2 separate regions of the Canis lupus genome follow, and region 2 is linked to region 1. Evidence: chromatin contacts called from public Hi-C data. All regions are on one chromosome and are shown on one strand. The core of a region is the stretch at or near the end of the contact, and the rest is flanking DNA. Distances in the headings are between cores, read along the strand shown. Region 1 holds the start of GNB5 (guanine nucleotide-binding protein subunit beta-5). Region 2 overlaps MYO5C (unconventional myosin-Vc).

Region 1 (6,263 bases), core at 1,357-3,856:
TCCTTATCTGTAAATGGATAACATCTCAGAAAGGCCTCGTCAGGGGCTATGCAGGGCATTCAGACCTGTGCCTGACACACAGTATTTGCTCATTATTATTAAGGCTCCATGATACACTTGAGCAATTCACATGAAGTAATTTAAATGAAACACTAGGTCCTGGGAGGCACTTCTCACCAGGGTCACCTCAGAAGGCCTAGCCCAATAGCCTCCTCTCCTCATTTCCTCGTGATGCCTTATGGCCCATCATGGGATGTGTGCCTGCTTCAGGGTCTGCCTGTGTGTCATCTGGGGTGAGCAGAGATTCACACTGGTGTGTGCCCTCCTCTGAGGTTCTCTCTGTTAAACAAATCCCAAACACCCTCCATTCTGAAGGGTCTACCATCTAGAGATAAGGCCATGCGACTTCTTAATAGATGGGAAAGTTTGCAAAGAGCCTTTCTGTACTTCGGTTTTAACTTTTTTATAGGTAAGGAAGCTAGAAATGAGAAAAGTTGAGGTCTCCTACATTTTGGCAGGGGTGGAGTTACAGTTCCCTGTTCATGAAAAGGGTCCACTGGGGGCTACACATTTGCAAACACCCAGGTAAAAATTAGCTACCAGTCATTTGGATGTCTCACCCACAACAGGGTGTCTGAATATTTGGGAGTGAATATTGGGAACCCTCAAGTGCTTGTGGAGATAGCCTGTGACAGTTTCCTGGAAAATATCTCCAGGCCAGAGCCTCTGCCCTGGGAAGAATCTATGATGCTGCAGGATATGACGATGGGGACTCTGGGCTCCTTGTGTCCACAGAAGTTGTTTAAAAAATAGAAGAGCTAAGATGAATAAATAGCACTTCTCCAGGATGGTAGGGCCACCGGAAAACAGGCTTATTTTAAGAACTGAACGTCCTCTGTTTGACGATGTGCAGAGCCATGTTTAGAACACAATGTGCTTGCTGCAGGGAGAAGTCCATTACACTAAGCCTGATCTTGTGATATCAGGATTATTATGCTGTCCCAAAGCCTGTATGTCACTCTGGGCTGTTTACTTGCCATTTGCTTTACAGTGATATATTTTTTTAAGATTTTATTTATTTATTCATGACAGACACAGAGAGAGAGAGAGAGAGAGCAGAGACACAGGCAGAGGGAGAAGCAGGCTCCCTGCAGGGAGACTGACATGGGACTCGATCCCGGGTCTCCAGGATCACACCCCCGGCTGAAGGCGGCCCCAAACCGCTGGGCCATCGAGGCTGCCCACGGGGATATTTTTTTTAAATGTAATTACTATCAGGAGTTATAATGGGACCAAGAGAATTAATACTGCCTTTTCCTCTTCAGTTGGATAAAATGTAAAAATCACCTTTCCTCTTTTTTCTTATTTTTTATTTTTTATTTTTATTTTTTTTAATGGATGTACTGCCCCAAGGCACCAGCGCCTGGTCCTCCCAGCCTGTGCGTGCAGAACCCTGGCCAGCAGGTGCCCCACAGCCTCCCAGGAAGGATGGGGCAGCTCACTGGAGGATGAAGCCTGTCTGGTGTGGAGGCAGCCCCGGCGGGGGTCTCTGGGGAAGAGCCGGTGGGTATGGAGACATGAACTGTGCAGAGAATCCTTGCTGGGGGGGGGGTGGGGGCGGTTTAAAATGTGTGGCTAATTGGGGGTTTCCAATTGGACTTTTGGAGAAGCATGTTTTACCATTTTTGGCCAGGTGAGGGCTCTGCTCAGCCATAATACCTAGCACTGCTTTGCAAATCCTCTTGAGAAAGGACTGATTTCTGGGGCTTCCGCCATTCTATGGGCATTTTGCTGCAAAACCTGAATAAAGCCTGTGTGTAGCCACCTCTGGTGAGGACTGATTTGTGTTCTTTGAAAAACATAAGGATTTATATTCAGTCAGTCCTTAGTCCTCCCTGAAATCTTAGGCCTAAGGAACACTTTTCCTTTAACTTAACTTTGGCTACTAGGGAAGCCCTGTAGGGTTCAGTCTTCAATAGAGCTGTTCCTAGGGAAAGCTGGACCATGGCCTTTGGAGGGGCATTTCCAGGCTGTTTGTTTGCCAGAGTCTCTTTTGTCTTGGTTGTTTGCCTAGCAGACAGACAGCAGTAGCAAGAAGCATTAGCACTAAAAAAGTAGCAATAGCTAAAACGTTCATTGAACACAGCCTGTGCTGGGTACTGTTTTAAATATTTTATCAAATGAACTCATTTAATTCTGACAAAACCCTATGAGACAAATGCTAGTATTCCTATTTTATATAGGGGAAAACTGACCTCCGCCACCTAGGTACATAGCTAGGATTTGAACCCAGGAGGTCAGAGAATCCACACCTTGAACCACCAGACTATACTGTCCTCACTTAGCCTCAGTGTGCTGAAAATGTTTGGTTGTAAGCTGATTTTATGGCAACTCCTCTGTCACAGGAACCTGACATGAGACATCATTTTAAAACAGATAACCACTTTTTTTTTAAATGGCACTTACGATTTCTGCACATGTTGAACAGTAGCTGAGCTGTTGAGATTTCTTGAAAACGGGTCTCAGAGCCCGTTGTTTGAAACATTTGTCACAGGAGCCAAACACATTAACGAGAAAGGTCTGATCACACATTTTTTATCCAAAATGAGGCTGAAAGAGAGAGAGAGAGAAAGGGATGTAGGTGCATGAGAAAAGCCAACAGAAACAGCTTTTTAAAATCTCATCTTCCTTTGGTCACGATGGTTGCTCAGCCTTTCTACATGTGGGATAAAGTATATGAGTTAATTTATAACCTTTGATTTATTACAACACAAACTTGTTTATTTAATCAGTAAGAAAGCATCAGACAATAGGTTTTCTGGGGTTACCATTTAACTGGCTATTTTGGCAGGTTACAGACATGGACACAATTGATCTCTGCAGCACAATATTAATCCCGTGGGGCTCCACGGTGGAGAGCATTATTATAATGGATACTACAGTTTAAAACTTAAAAAAAAATCCTCCCCTGATGGTAAACATTTGGAGTAAAGAAGAGAGTTAGAAAATGGCAGAGCCTGATCTCAACTAATATTGTAAGGCTGAGTAAACACAGTATTGGTTCTCTGCAAGGGACACATCCCACTTATTAAACATTTGACAGTCATAGACCCAGGGCTCCTGTCTGTCCATCCCGAAGTCAACAGACAGGCCCAGGCCACTGAAGGGAAGGTAAACTTACAGAAGCAAAACCATCTGGTGGCTGAGGGTGCTAGCTCTGGCTGACCAGATCCTGGTGCCACTACTTGAGCAAGTCATTCGAACTCTCTGGATCTTTGCTAATCAATCAAATGGGGATCTTAACATCCACAGTCACAGGATCATTGGGGGATTTATAAAAGTGCATAAAGCTTAGCTCAAGGAGGAAATAGAGTGAGTGCTCCATAGATGTTAAGCTGCCCTGAGAGTGGCTGTGGTAGCAGCGGCAGCAGGGGCGGGGGATGAGGCTGGAGTTGTGGAAAAAGCAGAGGTGAGCCTGTGACCACATTTCAGGCAGAGCACGATGAAGGCCTTACATGAAGCAATGATGTAGGATGGATTTGACCATGCTTACAAAGAAGGAGCTAGACTTGGTGATGTGTGGGGACAAGGAGGGGGAGAGGTCTATGATGCCTTCTGAGTTTCTGGGAGGCTAGACATTGCAGTGCTACTGTTGGAGAGGACGACAAGCAGGTTAAAGGGGGGAGGGCCCAGCCATCGTAACCAAGCCAATTTAATAGGTGTTTCGAAGAGGGGGCCACATCAGGGTTTGAAGAAATGACCCCCTTAGTAGAGGATGGTTTTGTCCCCTCTCCCACAAAGAGACTTTGGGACACTGGTCTGAACATTTCAAGAAAGCCAAATTTCTGAGGAACATATTTGTAGGGCAGGTAGCAGCGGGGACACCTTGAAGGGAGAATGTCTACCATACAGATGTCACCATCGGACTAGAGGAAGAATGGGGAGAATGAATTGGGTTGAACTCCTCCAACAAAGGGGCAGTAGTTCATGAGATCTCTAAGGAACAGGGGAGTAGAGGATAGTCCTTTACGGATGAGAGATCAGAAGGAAACCAGCTACTGACCAACCACCACAGCGTGCTTGCCCTGACTGCTCACAGCCACCCTAGGAAGGAAGCAGACATCGGTGGTGTAGCCGAGGACATGCCTCGGGATTAAATACGTTCAAGGTCAGCAGTGAGGCCTTTATGTGGTGGGACTCTACAACCTTTCTCGTGGAGCTGGCACAAGCAGGCTGTTCTGCCTTTTCATAAAACATGAATTAAAGAAAGCAAAATGGGGGACACCTGGGTGGCTCAGTAGTTGAGCATCTGCCTTCAGCTCAGGGCATGATCCTGGGGTCCTGGGATCGAGTCCTGATCAGGCTCCCTGCAGGGAACCTACTTCTCCCTCTGCCCATGTCTCTGCTTCTCTCTCTCTGTGTCTCTCATGAATAAATAAACAAATTTTTAAAAATAAAAGGTAAGAAAGAAGAGAGAAAAAAGCAAGCAAGCAAAAGGGCCTGGGCACTGGAGCCTAGCCTTTGGCAAGGACCTGGTAATGTCCCCCACTGTCCACGCCTGCCAGTCACAAGGGCATGCTGAAGACAGCAAGTAAGAGCATTAGGAAGGTGAGCCATGGGTTTTTCAGCAAGGGAGCAACGTCATTCAAGTGGATTATTCCAGCATTTGTGCTTCCAGAAGTAGGTCAGAGAGAGAATGTACTGCAGGAAAATTGACTAGGTTAATAGATTGTTATCATGTTTTGGGGAAGAGGAGATGAGCTCTGGGCAGAGTGGCAGCTGTGGGAACGGAAGGTGAGAGGAACGCTGGGGCTGAGTGGAGAAGGAATCCAAGGATGGCTAGAAGTTGTGGGAGAGCAAGAAAAAGGGAAGGAGAAAAAAACGCCAATATTCCAAATCTGGAGAGAGACACTCTTCTCCTTCCCAGACTGAATTTTAAACTTTTTCAAGCGATGAGAGCTGCACATGTTTATCATAAATAATTGGGAACAGAAGGATGTGAAGAAGGAAAATTAATCACCTACATGCCCTGTACTAACAGTGATTAACATTTTACATTTACATTTTCTTCTAGTGTCTCCATAAACATATGCTTATACTTTTTTTAAAAAATTGGAACTGTATGTCATATACAATTTTGAACTTTAGTTTTTTGCTTACTAGTATTTTTGTCTACCATTGTGTATGGCACGTTGTGCCATTTGTGCCATTATGTATTCTTAGAAAACATCATTTTCTCACAGAGACCACAAGTCTTAAGACATATTGACCTTAAATTGCTTCATGCAGCTAGCATTTTAGATGTGGTTGGTTAAGCATGGGCAAGCTACAAAGTAAATTTGAAGTATTACGATATTTAAAACTATAAATATTCTACATGGGCATTGTAGAGTCTGGAAAAAAAATAAAGAAGGCATAAGGAAGAAAATAATCACCTATAATCCCACTGCCCAGAGAGACTCCTGGTCCACATTTTGGCAGATGCAAGAGTAGGTTTTATATTTTTTATATACTGATGTTTTTCATTTAGCATTTATGTCATGGCCAAAATTTTTTTTAAAGATTTTATTTATTCATTCATGAGAGACACAGAGTGAGAGGCAGAGACGAGAGGCCAGCTGCCTGCAGGGAGCTCAATGTGGGACTCGATCCCAGGATCCTGGGATCACAACGTGAGCCAAAGGTAGATGCTCAACTGCTGAACCACCCAGGTCCCCCTATCGTGGCCAAATTTCATCGTAGTGCATTCTACTATCTTCATTGTCAATAATCCTTTTTATGATGAAGGAACTTCTAACAGCTAGAACAAATGCTTCCAATGAGCATTTTGACAAGATAAAAATGCTGCATTTTAATAAGCCTTGACATGAAGTTGTTCTACAGTAGTCCTAGAACTTATCAAACCTTCCCCTAACCCCAAGACAAGCATGAAATTTCTTTGCAGTGTGTTACCTAAATATATACTTTAAAGTTACCAAAAACCCCACCACCCCATATATATTCTTATAAGAGTACAGACGAAAGATAGAAAGTCAGAAGTCAAAGTCCCTCCTACCTGCTCCGCATTTTCTCTCCATATTTAGATTTGGTGTATTGTATATTCTTCCAGACTTTTCTAACATCATAGATAAAGCTTGTGAGTTACACAAATACGGCTGTCAGCTATTTGCTTTTTTTCACCTAATTTATTCTGTTAGTACTTACCTGATCTACTTAGATCTACTGTTCTTTGGTAACAGCTTTAGTTTTACTCTGTACCGTGT
Region 2 (6,263 bases), core at 1,917-4,416, 44 kb after region 1:
GTTTTAGCTACCAAGACGAAGTGAGTTACAAGTAGTGGTGCCTCATTCCAAGAGCAGCTGTGTGATGTCCCAAGATGTAGACTAGTCAGATGATGCGATGCTAGCCTCACGGGACTCCTGAGAGTGAAGCAGTCAGAGCAATATGTGGTCCTCCTTGGTCCCACGGTCCAAACTCCTTCTTTTTTTTTTTTTTTCAAAGATTTTATTTATTTATTCATGAGAGACAGAGAGAGAGAGAGAGAAAGAGGCAGAGACACAGGCAGAGGGGGAAGCAGGCTCCATGCAGGGAGCCTGATGTGGGACTCGATCCCAGGACTTATCCCAGGACTCCAGGATCACACCCTGAGCAGAAGGCAGACACTCAACCACTGAGCCACCCAGGCATCCCCCGAACTCCTTCTTTTAAACAATAGGAAACTGGCCCAGAGAAGATAGACAGCTCTCTTGTGAAGTCAAGAGGTGACCCAGATGTGATTCCTAAAGTTCTTCTAAGTCACGTGTGGGTATTCCATGACATTTACAGAGAATATTTACATGATCTTGCTAATATTCTACTAACATGCAATTCATTTATTTAGTGGAAGCTTACAAGCTTTCCAAATTTATACCGAAATGTTTTGCATTGAAGAATAGAGGGACATTCGAGTTTGTGTTTCCTGGTAGGGAAGGAATTCAGTTAAGCCTCGATTGTCCAAGCATGGATCATTACTATTGTGGATTTTCTGATAATAACTTAAAACAAAAGATTCTGATAACAAGGTAATTTAATTTTAATACGGGTATTTATAGAAATATAACATGATGGAATGTATAATAATGATTCACAATCAATTTATAATTTAATTTGAAAATGTTCTCTAGGTAAACATATTTGAATAACTTCATAAACCATATTCATATAATTTCAAAAGAGTTAGAAAGTGGACTTTTAAAATATGAAAAGCAACTATTGGTAAGTCAAAGGCAACTTGGGAGTTCATCCTTGGAAGAACTGAAGGAATCAGGGTCGTTTTGACTGTGGCCTTTACACAGATGCTCTTAAATGTCTGATCCTGTGGGAGTGTGAAACTGCTCCCTCCGTGAGGCTCAAAGACCACCGGAGCCAGGGAGCTCATCTGCAAGTGAAAAGCCCCTTCTACCTTTGCCTGCTTTCTCAGTTGGGCCACCTCCCCCTTTAAGCCATCTGAGGTGACACGTTCTTCCTCTAGTTGATGATGCAAGTGCATTTTCTCCTCTTTGAGAGCTTGAATGTCTTCTTTCAAAGACCAGATCTGCTTCTCATAGTCTTGTGTTTTCAGTTCAAAACTTTTTTCAAGAAGTCTAGGAGCAAAAGAAAAGAAATAACTAATTCAGAATTTCTCAAGTCTTAACCATGAATTAGAACCATACATCATCTTGAAAATAAGAGACTCGGAAAGGAGACATGTAATTAGGATCCACTGTGACCCTTCCAATAGACAATGGCCTTATTTTTAGCTGACTGTTGCCTGTCCCCTTAGGTTACAGAAATTTTTTTATACCTTCTGAGAAATGTGGCTCTACTATGGTCACACAGAGGAAACACAGGATAGGGAGGCTGAACTCAAAGACTCAGTGGGGTTGGGATACTCCACTCCAGAAGCCACCCTAGTTCTGTGTGGTTCCCTGTGGTCTCTTGGAGGAGCCCCTTCCCTTGGCAAAGATCTTGGCACATTCTGCCAAGTGCTAGCCCCTGCCGAGTTCCAAGGATCCTAGAAGGGTTTGACTGCGTCCTAAATAAGTTAATACAGCCATTTAACCTGTCAAAGGAGCCAGCCCTTCTAACATTCTGCAATAAACTGCAGCAAATCCAGGTGCCCCAAAGTCCAGGGCAATTCCTTGTGAGTCCTCAATTCCTTGTGAGACAGCTGCTCAATTAAATATGGGATGACTGATGAAGAAAATAACCAAAGAGAGACATGACCCAGACCAGCCCTACATAACCCAGAGGGGCCAGCAGAACAGAAGCAGTCCTAGGGACTCCAGCAGTTTTTATGATCACCACTCTACTTGCTAGGCTGTCATCTCAGTTCATTTATGACTGACTTACATAGCACAAAGGGAGAGCCCCCAGGAAGGGAGTCACATTCCCAGCAGGTCTGTGTTTCCTTTTGTAGATATTAACAAGCTTCTCAACTTTGTGCTCCTAAGAGGCCAGTAAAGCATCTTTAAAGAAGCAAACCGCAACCAGAAGTCTACGTCGAAAGAATCTCAGACTTGTACCTACTTTGGTTGGGAGTCACACACAGACTTCAGGCATCTGGAGGCCCGTTGAGGGTTGTGACAGGTGCTAAAATGTCTCGAGTCTGCTGACCCGGGATCAGACCAAGCTACAGATGAATGCTGATGAGGACTGCAAGAAACTTAAAGTGACCTGGCCTCAGCCTGCCTCTCCAAACCCCTTCCTGAAATAATTGTTCCCAAGTGGCCCCAGGTCACAGTGAACTGAGCCAAGAACTGAGCTCCTCTCCTAGAGTTGAGAGTTCACTGAAAAATAAAATTTTCAAGGTGACGAGCAAAATCTCCTACTCACACAGGACCAGGAAACACGTATCTGTCAACTCTTGATGCTCTTCAGTTACATTCTCTCCACTAATGTTTTGGTATCCAGCTCCTTACTAAGATCCAGGCTCTCCTGCCAACTAAATGCACAGGGAAGCTGTATATCCTACCACCTAGCCCTGAGCCTTCTAGACAACAGAAATGTGCCAGGAATATTTTGTCTTTCCCCAGCACCCTGCCATGCATCCCTCCTTTGAGATCTAAAAGCTTTGCGTTGACTCTTGAAGAGAAGGGAGTGTAGACTGCAGTCTTTGCAGATTAACAGAATTTGGTACTGAGACAGGAAAGGTGGGGCAGGTGCAGTACAAGGTCCTGGGAACCTGCCTTTACTATCGTGAGGTGGGTTCCATCCCTTATTGTCTGGGGCAAGAGTCAAGTTAACAGACACAACACACAGGGGAGGGAGGAAAGCTTATTTTCAAGGCAATAATTTTACTGCTTGGACTTGATGGAAGCTGAAAGGGACAGCAGGGCCTGACCTTTTCTGTCTGAGCAATGAAGGGAAAGCCAGAAGTTCCCAGGGGCCCACCGCCCACAGCTGCAGAACCTGTGCTGTCTGAAAGGTGCACCCTGCGGGACTCGGCTCTCACACATGTGAGTCTCTCACTTCCTAAAAACATTCACACACACCCCATCTCCTGCCCCAGCTTTCCTGTATCTGTGACCTGCTATCTGCAAGCTGAGAGGCAACATATAAAAGAGTAGAGACAGATGCAATAGCTCTGAGGCAAACTAGGTTTCGTACATTCTCTGTTGTTCTTCTTTTTGTACGTCATCAAAGAGCTGCTTGGTGAGATCATCCATTTTTCCTGTGAAAAGAGAATGTTTTTTGAAATATATCTGCAAACCAATGCCTTGATGTTTTCATATACATATATATGTATTATTATTATTATTAGTATTAGTATTATTATTATTAAAAAGTACACAGAAACGTTTTAGGAAGAAAATGGCCAGTTTACGACAGGGTTTCAGTCCTGGCACTGTTGATGCTTCAGACTGGACAATACTTTGTTGTGGAGAGGGGGCTGTCCTGTGCAGTGTGGGACGCTGGGCAGCAGCTCTGGTGTCTTACCACTGTGACCACCAAACATGTCCCCTGATGAGGAGAGGGGAACCAGAGTGGTCTCTTGGCTGCGAACCACTCATTCATGATAACCAAGAAAATAATAAAGTGTGTCTGTCTTCATCTGTGGACAGGGTAGTATGACAAAGCTGCTGGTGCATTTTAGTATAAGAGTCTCTAACAACAGAGTGAGGTTGAGGTGACATTGGACAGCCAGGCAATAATCGCTGGGGGTCTGGTCATTCTGAAGACGTGACAGCCCCATTTTCCCAGCATATCTACACACAACAGGTGCCCTTGAAAATGGGGGTAACCCATCAAAGCCTGACATCTCTATTTGTATTTAGTTGATACCTCATCCTTGACCTCTACCTCATTTCTGAATCCCACCACAGAGGGAAGCCCAGGGAGGAGGTGATGAAAGCTGCCCTGAATTACTTGATTAAAAAAAAAAAGGCCAATGGTATTAGTTTGTCAAATAGATATCAAATGTCACTGAATCAAAATGACTGCCTCAGAATGTCATGAGTCAGCCAGAAAAAAACTAGGAAAATGCTTAAGCTTTAATTTAGAAGCCCGCATATTTGATGTAATTTCAATTTTTAATTCACTCACAGAATTGGCTTCAGTTCTGATGCTTGCATCTCAGGCTATTTACCAAGGGGTGAAAGAGCTGCTCAAATGTGACTTTCTTCCCAGGAGCAATGGGACGGTGTCCATGTTGGGATCTCAAAAAGGGGGAATGTGTGAGAACATCCCTTAGGTCACAGGGTAAGCGAAGGCTGGTACTTTTCACAAAACACTGTTGGCCATGTGTAGGGAGACTCACAGGATAAGCAGTTTATAAACAGGGGTTTAAAAGCCATCAGGTACTTTTTAGAAGGAAATATCAAATTATGGACTCAACCATGTCATTGCTGTCAAATATGTAATTTTTAGGACACGCTTGTAGGAATTTAAGTTTTCTTGTGAGGAAAAACCACTTAAAGTTACAAGAAAGCACAAATATACTCAGGAGCAGTATATTGTAATAAAAAAGTTAGAGGTGGGCAAGTGCTTCCCTAATTCAGGTCTGAGGTTTACTCAGAGACCTCTGACTCCATGTGTTCCTCCCCACTCACATCATCAGTCCTCTGAGACTGGCTGCAGGGTGTGATTATCTGTAGCTGGAGGTTACTCCCAGGCTTGGCACCATCTGGACAGCCTTTCCTGTTCTGCTGGCCAGGACTCAGGATGTTAATTTCCTCCTACTGATGTGTTTCTCCCATACTCTGACCTGAACCCCTAGGGTTCCTGAATCCTGCCTGCTGGGCCTAAGGTGTGCGCTAGATCCCCAGGCCTGAACTCCCACGACCCTGTCGCCCCATCAGAGCTTACAGAAAAGATCTCTGGACAGGACAGATAATCAAATGTGGCAATTTAAACCATCTGGTCAGGAACCATCAGGTTCCTGCTCCTATTGGGATTTAGCAAGCACTTGCAATTAGAATTTGAGTTGGAAATCTACGGATGGACAGAGGTAGGCTAAGGGGGCCTGCTCCACACCCCTGAATGAAAGTGATACCGCTGGTTCCCAGGGTCTGCATCTGAGAGCCCAGGGTGATATGGCTCAAGTGCTCAGCAGGGCCTTCACTCAGAGCCAGGGCAGTAGCAGAGGAGGGGGAACCAGAGCAGAGGATCCTGTGTATCAGGATCGCTAAATTTTTTTTTTTTAAATATAGATGTGTGAACCACCCTGGCGGTACCATACACAGACACATCCCTCACCCCATCTCCTGGTGGAAGAGCTCCAGGCTTATGGCCCAACCATCTATATTTTGCAAATGGCCCTGGTGGTTCTGAGGCAGCGATTGCTGAGCTATCTGACAAAAGATGGAAATAAAGCAGAAGAGTCTGTAGGGTAAAGTTATCACAACTTAAATATAGTTGTTCTCTGTGAGGCAAAAAATGATCTCATTTCACTGTACTCTCATGAGTACATGACAGATTCTGGATTCTACCTAAAACTCAATTCACACCCATTAGTTATTTCCTGAATGCCTGGACAGGTGAGCACATGGAAGCATGCATCGGGCCACCTTGGGCTCTACCTTTTAGCTCTTCAGTCTTCTCTCGGAGCTGCAGCTCTATTTGCTCTTTTTGTATTTCCAGTTCTGAATTATGCTTCTGAAGCTTTGCCAATTTCTAGTGAAGGGAGGAAAAGAATCTTTTTAAAAAAGTTCAAGTTTTGTCACCACAGCCTTGATGCATTTTTATCTATCCATCCATGCATCCATCCATCTCAGCTCCTATCATGGATGACAGCCAGCGCCGGCCCACCACAGGATGCTGCATTCCATCTCACACAGAAGGGCTCCCTGTGACTTCAAGCAGACACTAGTTCTCATCTTGGTCCAGAAATGGCCAAAGTCAAGGAGGAAGAACCAAATCCAAGGTCTCCTCAAAGTCAAGAAAATGCCTCTATCTTTTCTGGAAGCTTCTCAATAGCCAAGGTATTTATATATTTAATAGGTATAAATAATTTATGATATAAAATGGAGTAGAGGCAGACTCAATAGCTTTAAGGTAAACTAGGTTTCGTACATTCTCAGTTGTTCTTCTTTTTGTACGTCATCAA

Evidence for each region. Hi-C and Micro-C count contacts between places; a contact is called where the count stands out from the background.
Region 2: a contact with region 1 is called in a Hi-C map of blood, with 2.7 times the contacts expected there. The contact joins the enhancer-like site here to the promoter of GNB5 in region 1. A contact is called at or near these places in 3 of 9 Hi-C or Micro-C datasets (amygdala and blood).

What each region holds. Positions count from the first base shown.
Region 1 is chr30:18,171,244-18,177,506 of UU_Cfam_GSD_1.0, forward strand. GNB5 (guanine nucleotide-binding protein subunit beta-5) reads right to left here and starts at 2,607. Exons shown (of 12, transcript XM_038580438.1): 1 at 2,467-2,607. The coding sequence starts at 2,592. It overlaps LOC119866894 (a long non-coding RNA gene), which reads left to right and starts at 202. Exons shown (of 3, transcript XR_005381665.1): 1 at 202-1,010; 2 at 1,414-1,563.
Region 2 is chr30:18,214,450-18,220,712 of UU_Cfam_GSD_1.0, forward strand. MYO5C (unconventional myosin-Vc) reads right to left here. Exons shown (of 41, transcript XM_038580442.1): 23 at 5,737-5,830; 24 at 3,326-3,389; 25 at 1,140-1,320. Among named protein-coding and RNA genes, the nearest start is that of GNB5, 44 kb to the left of the region's middle. Within about 2 kb of position 3,167, at least 2 of the 20 cell types and tissues checked have an H3K27ac peak or open chromatin away from gene starts, as enhancers often do. A contact at or near this core is called in blood, where this site is marked.